Linked DNA regions of Mus musculus: region 1 is linked to region 2. A link is a contact called in public HiChIP or PLAC-seq data. All regions are on one chromosome and are shown on one strand. Each heading gives the region's core, a stretch centred on a gene start, on an enhancer-like site or on the middle of the called end of the contact. The rest is flanking DNA. Distances are from core to core; before and after follow the strand shown. Region 1 holds the start of Cacul1 (CDK2 associated, cullin domain 1). Region 2 has its middle 34 kb from the start of Emx2.

Region 1 (5,881 bases), core at 3,056-5,555, 1.2 Mb before region 2:
ATGCTCACAGTCAGCTATTGGATGGAACACAGGGCCCCCAATGGAGGAACTAGAGAAATTACCCAAGGAGCTAAAAGGGTCTGCAACCCTATAGGTGGAACAACAATATGAACTAACTAGTACCCCTGGAGCTTGTGTCTCTAGCTGCATATGTAGCAGAAAATGGCCTAGTTGGCCATCATTGGGAAGAGAGGCCCCTTGGTCTTGCAAACTTTATATGCCTCAGTACAGGGGAACGCCAGGGCCAAGAAGTGAGAGTGGGTGGGTAGGGGAGTGGGGGGGAGGGTATGGGGGACTTTTGGGATAGCATTGAAATGTAAATGAAGAAAAATTCCTAATAAAAAATTAGATATTAAAAAAAAAAAGGAATCATCAGTGGTGGCACCATCCAGCAGAAACTGCCAGGCCTCTGCCAGATTAGCACGAGTCAGTGGGACCCACCAGGGCCAGCCAGAGGACAAGAGACTGAAGACCAGCAAAGGCAAAGATTAAGGACTCCAGACCAACAAAGCATTGCAAGGCTAGCTGTCGGTTGAACCCTATTTATACTTCTTTCTCCAAACATCATATATCCTCCTACCTGTCTTGTCTCAACAAAACAACACATGAGTTTGCCTTAGCAAAATACCATGTGATTTTACATCACATGGCATATCTAGAAAATTCTACTTCAATGTTCCCTAAGGATGGTTTCTATTAATTGGAAGCTGAAGATAAAGGTCTAGGGAGGGAAGATAAAGGTCTAGGGAGGGAAGATAAAGTCTGGGATAATCATTCTGGGGGAATTGAGTGAGGTCTGGCTCTACAAATAGCCAAAGGTCCTCAGGTTGTGAAAAACATCTATTCCCAGCTTTCTTCGTGGAATGCAGGCATTTTATTCCCTTTATTGAGGAGACGTATGTTTAACATTCCTGGTTTCCTTAGTGCTCTGTGGGTGACTGGACCTTTGGGTCTCCAACAACGCTTGTTGTAGAGATAAAACAACAACTATAACAACAACAAATCCATAAGAACAAAGATTAAAGAATCATTACCCCTCCTACCCAGATAAACTACCATGGTGTAGTGGCTATTCCTTGTTTTCAACTTGACTATAACTGGAATAAACTACAATCCAGAATTGGAAGGCTCACCTGTGACCCTAATCTGGAGGCTGTGAGATACAAGTTTCTGACCTGGATCTTGGCATGAAAGTGGCTAGGAGCCGGGAGTGATGGCGCATGTCTTTATTCCCAGCACTTGGGAGGCAGAGACAGGTGGATTTCTGAGTTCTAGGCCAGCCTGGTCTACAAAGTGAGTTCCAGGACAGCCAGGGCTACACAGAGAAACCCTGTCTTGAAAAACCCAAAAAAAAAAAAAAAAAAAAAACCAAAAAAAGCCCAACAACAACAACAACAAAAAAGAAAGTGGCTAGGAATCCCAGAAGATTAAGATGGGGAGATCTCTGAGTTCAAGGTCATCTGGAACAAAGCAAGTCCCAGATCCAGGCATGGTAGTATACACCTTTAATCTGGGCCACAACTTCTGCTGGAGACCTACATAAGGACATTGGAAGAAGGAAGATTTGCTCTCTGTTCTTTGCCTGCTTGCCTCGTGGGACTGAGCAACTGCTAGATCCTTGGACTTCCATTCACAGCTGCTGCTGACCATTGTTGGGGAGTTGGACTACAGACTGTAAGTCATCAACAAATTCCCTTACTATATAGAGACTACCCATAAGTTCTGTGACTCTAGAGAACCCTGACTAATACACATGGATATTTTAAATTGGTGTTCTCTCTAAGTATACAAACTTAAACATATATTATATAGGTATATTTGTACTGTTTTAATAAAATTCTTATCTTACTAGGAAACAGAAACAAACAGAAAAACCAAACAAAGAGGCTAACTTCTGGGACTGTGGAAGGATATAGTAATTATTAACCTGGGCCCACTGTTGGGTCAGCATTCCTTATTTTGTTGTAATTGTCTCTAAATACTGAACAAACCAGAAATGGTTTTAAGTTAATAACTATTAAAGCATAATATACCTGTACTAGTCAGGGTTCTTTAGAATCCAAGAACTTATGAAATGCGCGCACACACACACACACACACACACACACACACACACACACACATATATATGCATATATATACATATACGTGGAATTTATTGGGATGACTTTTATATAGGCTGCAGTCCAACTAATCCAACAATGGCTAGCTGTGAACAAAAAGTCCATGAATCTAGCAGTTCCCCAGTCTCACAAGAATGGGTGTCTCAGCTGGTCTTCTGTATATGCTGGAATCCTGAAGAAGTAGGCTCCAATGCTCATGAAGGAATGGATGATCTAGAAAAGTGAGGACAAGCAGGCAAAGAGTAAAAGCTTTCTTCTTCCATGTCCATATATAGGCTTCTAGCAGAAGGTGTGGTTCAGACTAAATGTTTGTCTTCCCACCTAAAGATCTGGATCCCATGTGTGTCCTTGAAACCTGGATTGTAGTTCATTCCAAATATAGTCAAGTTGACCACCAAGAATAGCTACCAGAACTCCTTGAGGTCTAATTTAATAATTGCTCACAAAGTTCTAAATAAAAATCAACCACGTATCGAATGCCCATTCACCTTCCCTTCTGTTTCTTACCCATGGCCACCTAAATAGACTCTATCAAAGATTTCTCTGGCTCAGCCTGTTATGCTTTTCCACGTTAATGAAAGCTTGTTATATATGGAGTATCTTAACAAAATACACATGAACAGTTCAGTATTTAACAGTGTGCTGGGAAAAACTCCTTAGAGTAGGGCCTTCTAGGAAAGTTTACTATAATTGTACCAATCTCATCAGTTCTAAAAGTTTTCATAGTCACTTTCAGATTGATGAGTTGATAAAAGATTAACACAGTGGGGACTTACCAGTTATCCTTCAGTTAATGGTTTCTGTGATGGCTATTTCTGGTTTGTCAATTTGACTACACCTGGAATGAACTACAATCCAGAAATGGAGGGAACACCTGCAATCCCGATCTTGAAGCTGGAAGACACCCAGGTCTTGACATGGGATGACACACACTTTTGATCTAGAACTTGAGGCACAGTGCCCAGGAAAAGCTTAGGCCCAGACAAGATGGTATACACATTTAATCCCAGGAGACAGAGGCAAGCATATCTCTGAGTTCAAGCCCAGCCTGAGACAGAGCAAGTTCCATTAAACAAAAGCTTAGGTCCAGGCATGGTGGTACACATCTTTAATCTGGGCCGCACCTTCTGCTGGAGGTCTACATAAGGACAATGGAAAAAGCATTCATTCTTTGCCTGCTTGCACTTGCCAACACATCTGTTGGAACCTATTTCTTCAGGATTCTAGTTTATACAGAAGACCAGCTGACTTAGCCTGGTGGGATTGAGCAACTACTTAGATTCTTAGAGCTCCCCATCACAGCTGGCCATTGCTAAGTTAGCTGGACTGCAGACTGTCATTCATCCCAATAATTTCTCTTAATACATAGAGACATTCCATAAGTTCTGTGACTCTAGAGAACCCTAATAGTTTCTAACTGCACAGTGGTCAGAGAATGTGGTTATGTCAGTCCTCAGACATGCAGAGACACTTGCTTAGAGACACAGTATGTTTATCTTTTGTAAATGTTTCACATACTCTGGGAAGGAATGTATATTGTGCAATTTCTGAATCAATATTCTGTCCTTCTTAGTTTGGGATACCTAGGGCTAAAAAACGGCACACACCAACAGTCTACCCTTTGGAGTCTGTACCCAGGGCCTACTGCCACACTGTCCTTTCATTCCCCAAGCAAAGGCTCAGGCTGCGAGGTCAAGGTCTGGGTGGCAAAAAGCCTGTGTCGGTGGGGGACCCTCACTATGGAAAGGTTAGCCAGCATGGGGTATGAAGGGACACTCAGAAGGCTGAGGAAAGAGGACTGCTTGGAGTTAGTTGGAGCCCAGTTTGGAGTACAAAAAGAAAAAAGAAAAGACGAAAAGACTAAAAAAGAAAAGGGAAGGGGGCTGTTAAACATAAGAGCGTTGGTGCGCCGTTTTTGGGTCCACTCTCGGGCACACCCAGACTAGTTGTGGCAACAAGTTAGAGAATGCGCGTGCGCAGACCAAAGTCCTTTATCACGTAATGTCGGCCGGGGGCGGGGCCAGCGAATCCGGGTCTGGACACCTGGTCTAAACTGATGGGGAGGGGGGAGTGGGGAGGGGAGGGAGAGGGAATCGCGCCGCTGGGTGCATTCGCCTTGAGGTGACTCATAGCTCCCGCCCCCTTTTCGCCCAGCTTTCTCCAGGCCGTCCCTCGCATCACGTGCCTTCCTGGCCGCTCCCCCAGAGCCCTTTCCAAAGGCCAGAAGAAACTGCTGTAAAATGTCGTGAGGGACGTCAGCCCTTTGCGGCTGCCTCTCAGAACCAGACCCCGGGAGTGCCCACCTCAGTCAGCGGTTCCTCCGGCGGAGTCGTCTTGACGGAGGGCGAAAGCGCTCGGTGCGCCACTGGATTTTCCGCCGCACCCGCGAGGGCTCCGGGCGATGTGAACTCGAGGCGGCTTCTGCGCTCCCAGGCCCGGGGGCTGAGGTGGGCGGGCAGGTGCCTGGGAAGCCGCGGCCCGGCGGGATGGAGGAGAGCATGGAGGAGGAGGAAATGCTCACCTACGAGGCAATGATGGACGACCAGAATCACAACAACTGGGAGGCCGCCGCGGACAGTTTCCGCCAGCCTCCGCCGGCCCCGCCGCTGCCCCCGCCGCCGCCGCCGCGGCCCTCGTCGTCCATCCCGGATCCAGGCCGAGAACTCCCGGGGGGACAGCTGCTGGCTGTGCACGCGGGCTCCATGGAGAGGAAGGGTCCTAAGGAAGGGCTCCCGATGGGGCCTCCGCCCTTGCCGGAACCAAACGGGGTGATCATGATGTTGAAGAGCTGCGACGCAGCCGCCGCGGTGGCCAAGACGGCCCCTGCCCCCACCTCCAGCTCCACTATCAACATCAACACCTCCACCTCCAAGTTCCGTGAGTCTGTCCCTCCTCCACGACCCCACCCCCACCCCCCAGCCAGGCTTCTCCACACCAGCTCGTGGAATCCCCCCGCCCTGAGAGTAACTCCACTTCCTTTGTTCCAGGCTTAGTTCTCTTTCCTTCTCTTAACCCTCCCACCCTGATTCGGTGTCTGCGGCCAGTATCCGGCCAGCCAGCCAGTGTTGCCTGTTACACCTGCGCAGCCTCAGCTTATGCTTTAGAAAAGATCTTTAATACTCCTGATCATCTCTCAACATTAGTAAGCTCTTCTCTAGGGTGTCCCCTTCAAAGTTTCACCTTACAGAGCGAGAGGGAAAAGTAAGGCGGTCTTGAATTTCGTTAGAGGCCTTTCGTCTTTTTTTTTCAACCAGAGAGCAAAGAAATGTGTTCTTGTATTCTTTGCCGCTGTACTTTTAGCAAATCGGGCTTCTGAACGTTGGTCTCTAGCAACTCTTTGTTCTCTGTGAGTTTTTGCATCCTGTCAGGGAATTCTTAGTTACTTCTACTATGTAGTGGGAACTGCTACAAGTCTTTGAAGTTGATGTGTAAAATCACGTTCCAGAGAAGCGGTTCAGCAAGTGACTGTAACCAGGATCCTACCGCAGGTTGAACTTTTTAGCGGTCTGCCTTGAAATTCACTTGCAGATAGAAGATAAAAACTGACCCCAAAATGTTCACAATCAGGCAGTGTGCTTCCATAGCTAGGTAAAGAATAAGGTAGTAGTGCTTTTTAGTTCAGAGTGGTGGTGACAGTGTAAAAGGAACGTGGTGGCCAGGTCCTTGTTAGCTGCAAATTTAGAATGGCATCTCCTAATGTAACTGGAGATTTTATTTCTAGTTAAGTTTTATTAAGCTATAACAGTAATTGCCCACCT
Region 2 (5,999 bases), core at 2,503-5,002:
CTTGTAATTCTAGCCCTGGGAAGGCAGAGGTAGGCCAATCTCTGGGCTCACTCCACAGAAAGTTTCCAAGTTCCAGGCCAATGAGAAGCCATATCTCAAACAACAACAAAAAGTCAGATGGAGCCTGAAGTACTACACCTGCATAAATCTATACACAAAAAAGCAGCAGAAACAGAGAGGAGCAGCTGGGGCAACCAATCCAGGAGCTGAAAGGCAAGTTCTAGACTCTAACTTTTCTCTTAGACTCAACAAACAGACTCACTAAACAGGGAATTGAAAATGTCCTTAAGGGGCTGGAGAGATGGCTTAGTGGTCAAGAGCATTGACTGCTCTTCCAGAGGTCCTGAATTCAAATCCCAGCAACCACATGGTGGCTCACAACCAGCTGTACTGAGATCTGATTCCTTCGTCTGGTGTGTCTGAAGACAGCTACAAAAGGAAGGAAGGAAGGAAGGAAGGAAGGAAGGAAGGAAGGAAGGAAGGAAGGAAGGAAGGAAGGAAGGAAGGAAGGAAGGAAGGAAGGGAAAAGAAAGGAAATACCCTTAATATCAAACTATGATAGCCTACCATCAAAATATGCCATGTTTCAGACCCACCCTCAGTTCCTGGGGCCAGAGCCCTGGATCAAGGTTTGTTTGTTTTACGGAAAGGTTATTTTCAGTTAATCAGGCATTCAATAGAGCTGAAGAACTACTCCCTTCCTGCCCCACTAGACCCATCTTGAGCTGAGAAGCAGCCTAGGGAACCAGAAGAAGGGGATTATAGAGGGAATTCTTGACCTATTTACCCCTCTCCAGAGTGAAACATTCAGTTAGAAGACACTCACATGCTGACTTTGATTCATTAGTTAAGGCTGTCTAGAAGGTTGTGCTAAGTAGATTTTGATCTGGGATCAATTAGCCATGTCTGCACTGTGCAAAGGAGCAGGGTACCCCATCTCCTCACACACGGCCACTCTGGACAGTACTCTCCAAAGGTCTCTTGGGCTTAGACATCCTGCAATCTTATAATTTCTCTTACCTTTGTTCTTTTCCTTGTCTTCTCTGAGAATCTATTTTGAAGCCGTTTCCATCCACCAGTGACAGTGGCCTACAGTGGACTGTATGTACCTAGAGGCATGTAAGAGTGAGTCTGTGACATGTAAATTGGAGACAGCCCAGGCTAGAGGAGGCTAGCTATCCTAGAGATGAGAAGTCACTATGAAAGGCTAGTCAACATAGAACTGAATCTCACAGAATAAAGCAGCTAACATGGGTAAAGCGATCACATCAAGCTATTCACCATGAGACAAACACATGCTATTGCCTTCATCTGCCTAGATAGATCATGAAGGGTTGAGAAAGTAAACTCTGTCTTTAATAAAAACAAAAACAAAGGCTTTCATAAACCAATAAGGCACTTGTTGTGTAAGCACAAGAACCTATGTTGGAGCCTTAAAACTCACATAAAAAATGTCAGGTGTGGTAGCATGTGGTAGCATGAATCCCAGTGCCGAGGAGACAAAGACAAACAGATCCCTGGAGTATGCTGGCCAGCTTGCCTAGTCAAATCGGCGAGTTCAACACTAAGTAAGAGACTCTATTTCAAAAACAAGGAGGCAAGCACCCGAGGAAGGATACCAGAAGTTGATCTCTGGCCTCTACATGTGCACAGATACATACACCAACATGTGAACATACCTGTGCATACACACATTTGCACTAAAAAAAAAAGTGTCAAGAAAGACCTGGGATGTAGCACAGTGGTTGGAAGAATAGGAAAAGCAAAGAGAATTTCAAGCGAAGGCAGACTGGGCAGGTATAGTGCCTCTGTCAGTGACTAAGAGGCTTATCTAGTTTCTCGCTTGAGAGGTCCTTGAGACCCTGTGATGTCCCTGTCCTAGGGGTTTGGGGAGTACCTGGCACTAAGTGATCCTACTTCCTCAAAACAGCCCAGCATCCCAGCGTTCTTCACTCTGAGTACTCGGGGGCACCAGCCTGGGCCTGTGGATTGTTCAGAAACGGGCCCTCCCATCAGCAGGGCAGCGGCTTGCTCTCTTACCACAGAGGCTCTGCACTCACCAGTTCCAATAACACGATTAGTCATTTTTCATTCCTGAGATATCTGCCCATGGGTGGGTGCGTGTGTGCATGTGTGAGGGTGTCTGTGCCTTTCGTGGAAGGGAAAATCCATATTCTCTCTCTTCTGCCCGAATTAATCAAATAAATCTTCGGTAAGAAGCTGCTAAATGAGTCACAGATGGCTCTGCCCTTTTACAGGTTACAGAAAGCACCCGTTACAGTCTTTTTAATTTATCAGAGGAAAAAAGATGCCCTCCTGTGCCCCTTCCCTCTCACAGTAATAATCAGAAACAGCCTATTTTCCGAGGGTCCGAGACTCATTTTCAAAAAAAAAAAATGTGTATCAATAGATGTAACAGTGGGAAGACTATTTTGCCAAGTTCCAGCCTCCAGCACGGCAAAGGTGCCCTGGCTGGGGAGAGCATTTATAAAACCACATTTAATAAAAGAGAGTGTTATATTAAGTGTGTTTGCTAGTGTATTTCAGCATATGGTTTCCATATCAGGCGGAAAGATGGCAAACACATGCCTTTTTACCTTCTTTCGAAGCCTTCTGAGAGGCGTCCTCTCTGATGGGTGGTGGGATGGGGAGTTTTGGTGTTTTGAATTTTGGGGTTTTTGTTTTGTTTTGTTTGCTTTGTGTCTATAGAGCCAGAGCTTTTACCTACCATTTTGTTTTGGATGTGAGCTGTTTTGTTTGGTTGTACAACTCAAGCTCATGTGAAAAAAGCACGGGGGACATACAACAAATGTGTGGAAACTCTCTTTCTACGTATGTAATTAACGAAGGGAGTCGCCTAGCTGGCTTTCTGCAGAGGTCCTTACATCCTTCCTGAAGGAGCTGGCTAGCTTGACACTGGGAATCTACTCAGTTTCATGGAGCTCCTGGCTTTTAAATGTGAGCTTACCAAAAGAGTACAAGCTCTGAGGAAGGCTGCTTAGCTTTGCGTCCTCAAAAGTCTCTGCAGACCAACCACCGTTTTTGCTATTTGTCTGCTCAGAGACCTTGTTTGGCCCTGGATTTTTTTTTCTGAGTTGAATACATATGTGTGGGTGTATTTGGCCTGTGTGCAGGTCAGAGGTCAATGCCAAGTGTCTTCCCCTAGAACTCTCTACCTTATTTTTTTGAGACAGGATCTCTCACTGAAACTAGAATTCATTGCTTGTACTAAACTGGCTGGCCAATGAGCCCCCAGGATCTGCCTGTCTCTTCACCCACCAACACCAGGATTATAAACACATGCTTCATTTTTTTATGTGAGTTCTGGGGATTTGAACTCACATCTTTGTGTCTATAGAGCCAGAGCTTTTACCTACCACGATATCTACAGTACTGGGGATTTTATCAGCTAGGATCCTGTAGTCAGAAGCATTTGGGTACAACCCTGTAAGTATGGGATTCCTGGAAAGGCAACCTCCTTAACCTACCACCATTAAATATTCTAACAAATTCTCAATTCTAGGATGATCAGAGAGGCCAAGAGGCGATATCAGATAGGAAAAGGGGTGGGGTGGGGCACTGTATGCAGGCTGATTTGCCCACCCCCTCCCTACTGACCTGAGCAGATCTGCCTGCGCCAGCTATAAATCTACTGGTACCATTTCTTTTTCGTCACTTTCCTAATCCTGTGCCCTTGGTTTCATGTGCTGTAATTATTAACATCTGCTTTCTGAGCCCAGCTCGCATGGAGTTTGCAAAGGCAGTTCTGAGCCCAGAACAATAGTGACAGCTGTTTCATTTAGCCTAGGGCCAGCACTTCCTGTTCAGGTCTACATCTGCCCTTCTGTGTCCAATTTCGGTTTCGGGGGTTTTGTGTTTTGTTTTCTATTTTTTTTCCCTTCATCTGACCTTACTATATGTTTAAGAAGAATTTCTAGCTTAGCACTGTAGCTAGGATTTCTAGCACATATGCGTATTCTGTTAGCAGCAGAGAGAGAGAGAGAGAGAGAGAGAGAGAGAGAGAGAGAGAGAGAGAGAGAGAGAGAGGAGAGACAGCTGAGAAGACCCAGACTGTCCCCAGCAGCTAAGAAGGTAGAGGGATGGGGGTAGAATGAAGAATTGGCTTGGACCATAGTAGTTACCCTGAAAAGATTCCTAAGCCCTGAAAGTTAGGTACAGGAAAGATGCTCTTAGTCAGTCTGTCCTCTACCACAGGCTCATCATCTCCTTGGCTTCTTTTGATGAGGGACTCACCCAACCATTCCTTCAAGGAATAAGTTCAGGGGTTGCCTCTCACATGCAGCTAGCTTGGCCATGCTTAACCTACAGCATAGTGCCATGTAGAGGGCATCCACCCAGCATGCCTCTCTCCACCTCAGTGTGGAACCTCTCTACACCTTAGCTCTTCTCTGCTCCCTTTTTAAGTTTTATCTTTTAAATTATGTATGTGTGTTGGAGGGGGAGGGCTGTCCATATGAGACCAGGTGCGTGATAAGGACCAAGGACTGTGCCTTCCCTGGAGCTGGGATTACAGGTGGTTGTGAGTCTCCTAACATGGGTGCTGGGAACAGAAATTAGGTCTTCTGCAAGAGCAGTATGTGATCTCAAAACAGAACTGTCTCTCCAGCTCCCCTTCTCTGACCTTCTAAGTGGCCCTGGACCCCATTCTCATGTAGGTAGAGTGAAGCAACTCAGGGAGACCCTGAAGTTCAGTTCTTATGTCTGAGGTCTGAGGCCCACATTTTTATGGTGGCTTCTGCCGACTAGTTGACAGCAGCGCCAAGAACTTGATGAGTGTTTTCATTTGACTTGAACTGGAAGTAGCCGAGAGACCTGATTCAGGCTGTCATAGGGCCCTTTCTAAGCACTGGAATCCAAAATGCAAATTGTAGGCTCTGAGTGAGGCCAGCCAGGGCTCCTCCATCTTCTGCCCAAGAGCCTGCTCTGTGATGGGCATGCCAGGCCACGCCCACCGTACGAGTCCCTGCCCCCGACTCCCCTAACTCCCGACTCCGTTCTCTTTCTCACTCACTCCTTTTCTTCTTAAAGTTAATTGCAACTTTTTTCTCAGCTCCCTGATCTGGATAAGCCACATCTCATTAGAAAAAGATTTAGCCAGAGCCAAAGCAGGCTGGAGAAGGAATCCCTAATCGACAGAGAAAAGATTTGGGTGTAATTGCTCTCTCCCACCATTCTCGCCCCCCTCCCTCTTCCAATCTTTTTCTGCTCATTAATCTGAAAAGAAAGTCCCGCTAATGTCTGTGTTCAAGTATCTGCTGCAGCAGCAAGCAAATCCAGGAGCTTGGGGACGGGGTGAGGGGTGTCGCACAGAGAGTTGTGGCGGTGGGTTAGGGTACATGAGTGAAATGGTTTGAGGGGCTGTTGAAGCATTTGGCTTGGGAAAGTATACGTATATCGTATATCGGTGAAATGCTGCGGTTGTTGGGATGTTAAGAGTGGTTGTTGGTATGGGGGTACGAAGTCCTGATAATTGGGTATCTAAAAGAAGCTCTTTACATTGTGTGTGTGTGTGTTATAATAGTTAGTTCTGTGGGCATGAAGGACTCTGACTATTGGTTGTATATATGAAGGCTTTGCATTATTGGGCAGTGTGTGTGTGTGTGTGTGTGTGTGTGTTATAATGGTTAGTTCTGTGGGCATGAAGGACTCTGACTATTGGTTGTATATATGAAGGTTTTGCATTATTGGGCTCTGTGTGTGTGTGTGTGTGTGTGTGTGTGTGTGTGTGTGTGTGTGTGTGTTGCCCTTTGGTTATTCGTGTGTGTGTTTGAAGTATTCTGATAATTGGATATATAAGTGTGAAGCCCTTTGTTTTATTGGGGTGTGTGTGTGTGTGTGTGTGTGTGTGTTGCCCTTTGGTTATTCGTGTGTGTGTTTGAAGTATTCTGATAATTGGATATATAAGTGTGAAACCCTTTGTTTTATTCGGGTGTGTGTGTGTGTGTGTGTGTGTGTGTGTGACATTTCCTTCATTGGAT

What was found. HiChIP or PLAC-seq counts read pairs in DNA pulled down with a chosen protein or histone mark.
Region 1: a contact with region 2 is called in an H3K4me3 HiChIP or PLAC-seq map of craniofacial prominence, with 8 times the contacts expected there. The contact joins the promoter of Cacul1 here to the enhancer-like site in region 2. A contact is called at or near these places in 4 of 39 promoter capture datasets (the C10 cell line, cranial neural crest, embryonic stem cells and 1 more), 8 of 115 datasets of contacts at active chromatin or transcription factors (the NIH/3T3 cell line, astrocytes, craniofacial prominence and 5 more) and 2 of 9 other capture datasets (embryonic tail and embryonic trunk).

Annotation. Positions count from the first base shown.
Region 1 is chr19:60,579,447-60,585,327 of GRCm38.p6, reverse strand. It overlaps Cacul1 (CDK2 associated, cullin domain 1), which reads left to right and starts at 4,305. Exons shown (of 9, transcript NM_030197.2): 1 at 4,305-5,000. The coding sequence starts at 4,610.
Region 2 is chr19:59,421,629-59,427,627 of GRCm38.p6, reverse strand. It overlaps Emx2os. Among named protein-coding and RNA genes, the nearest start is that of Emx2, 34 kb to the left of the region's middle. RefSeq lists an enhancer at 2,058-4,414. Within about 2 kb of position 3,752, at least 16 of the 459 cell types and tissues checked have an H3K27ac peak or open chromatin away from gene starts, as enhancers often do. A contact at or near this core is called in craniofacial prominence, where this site is marked.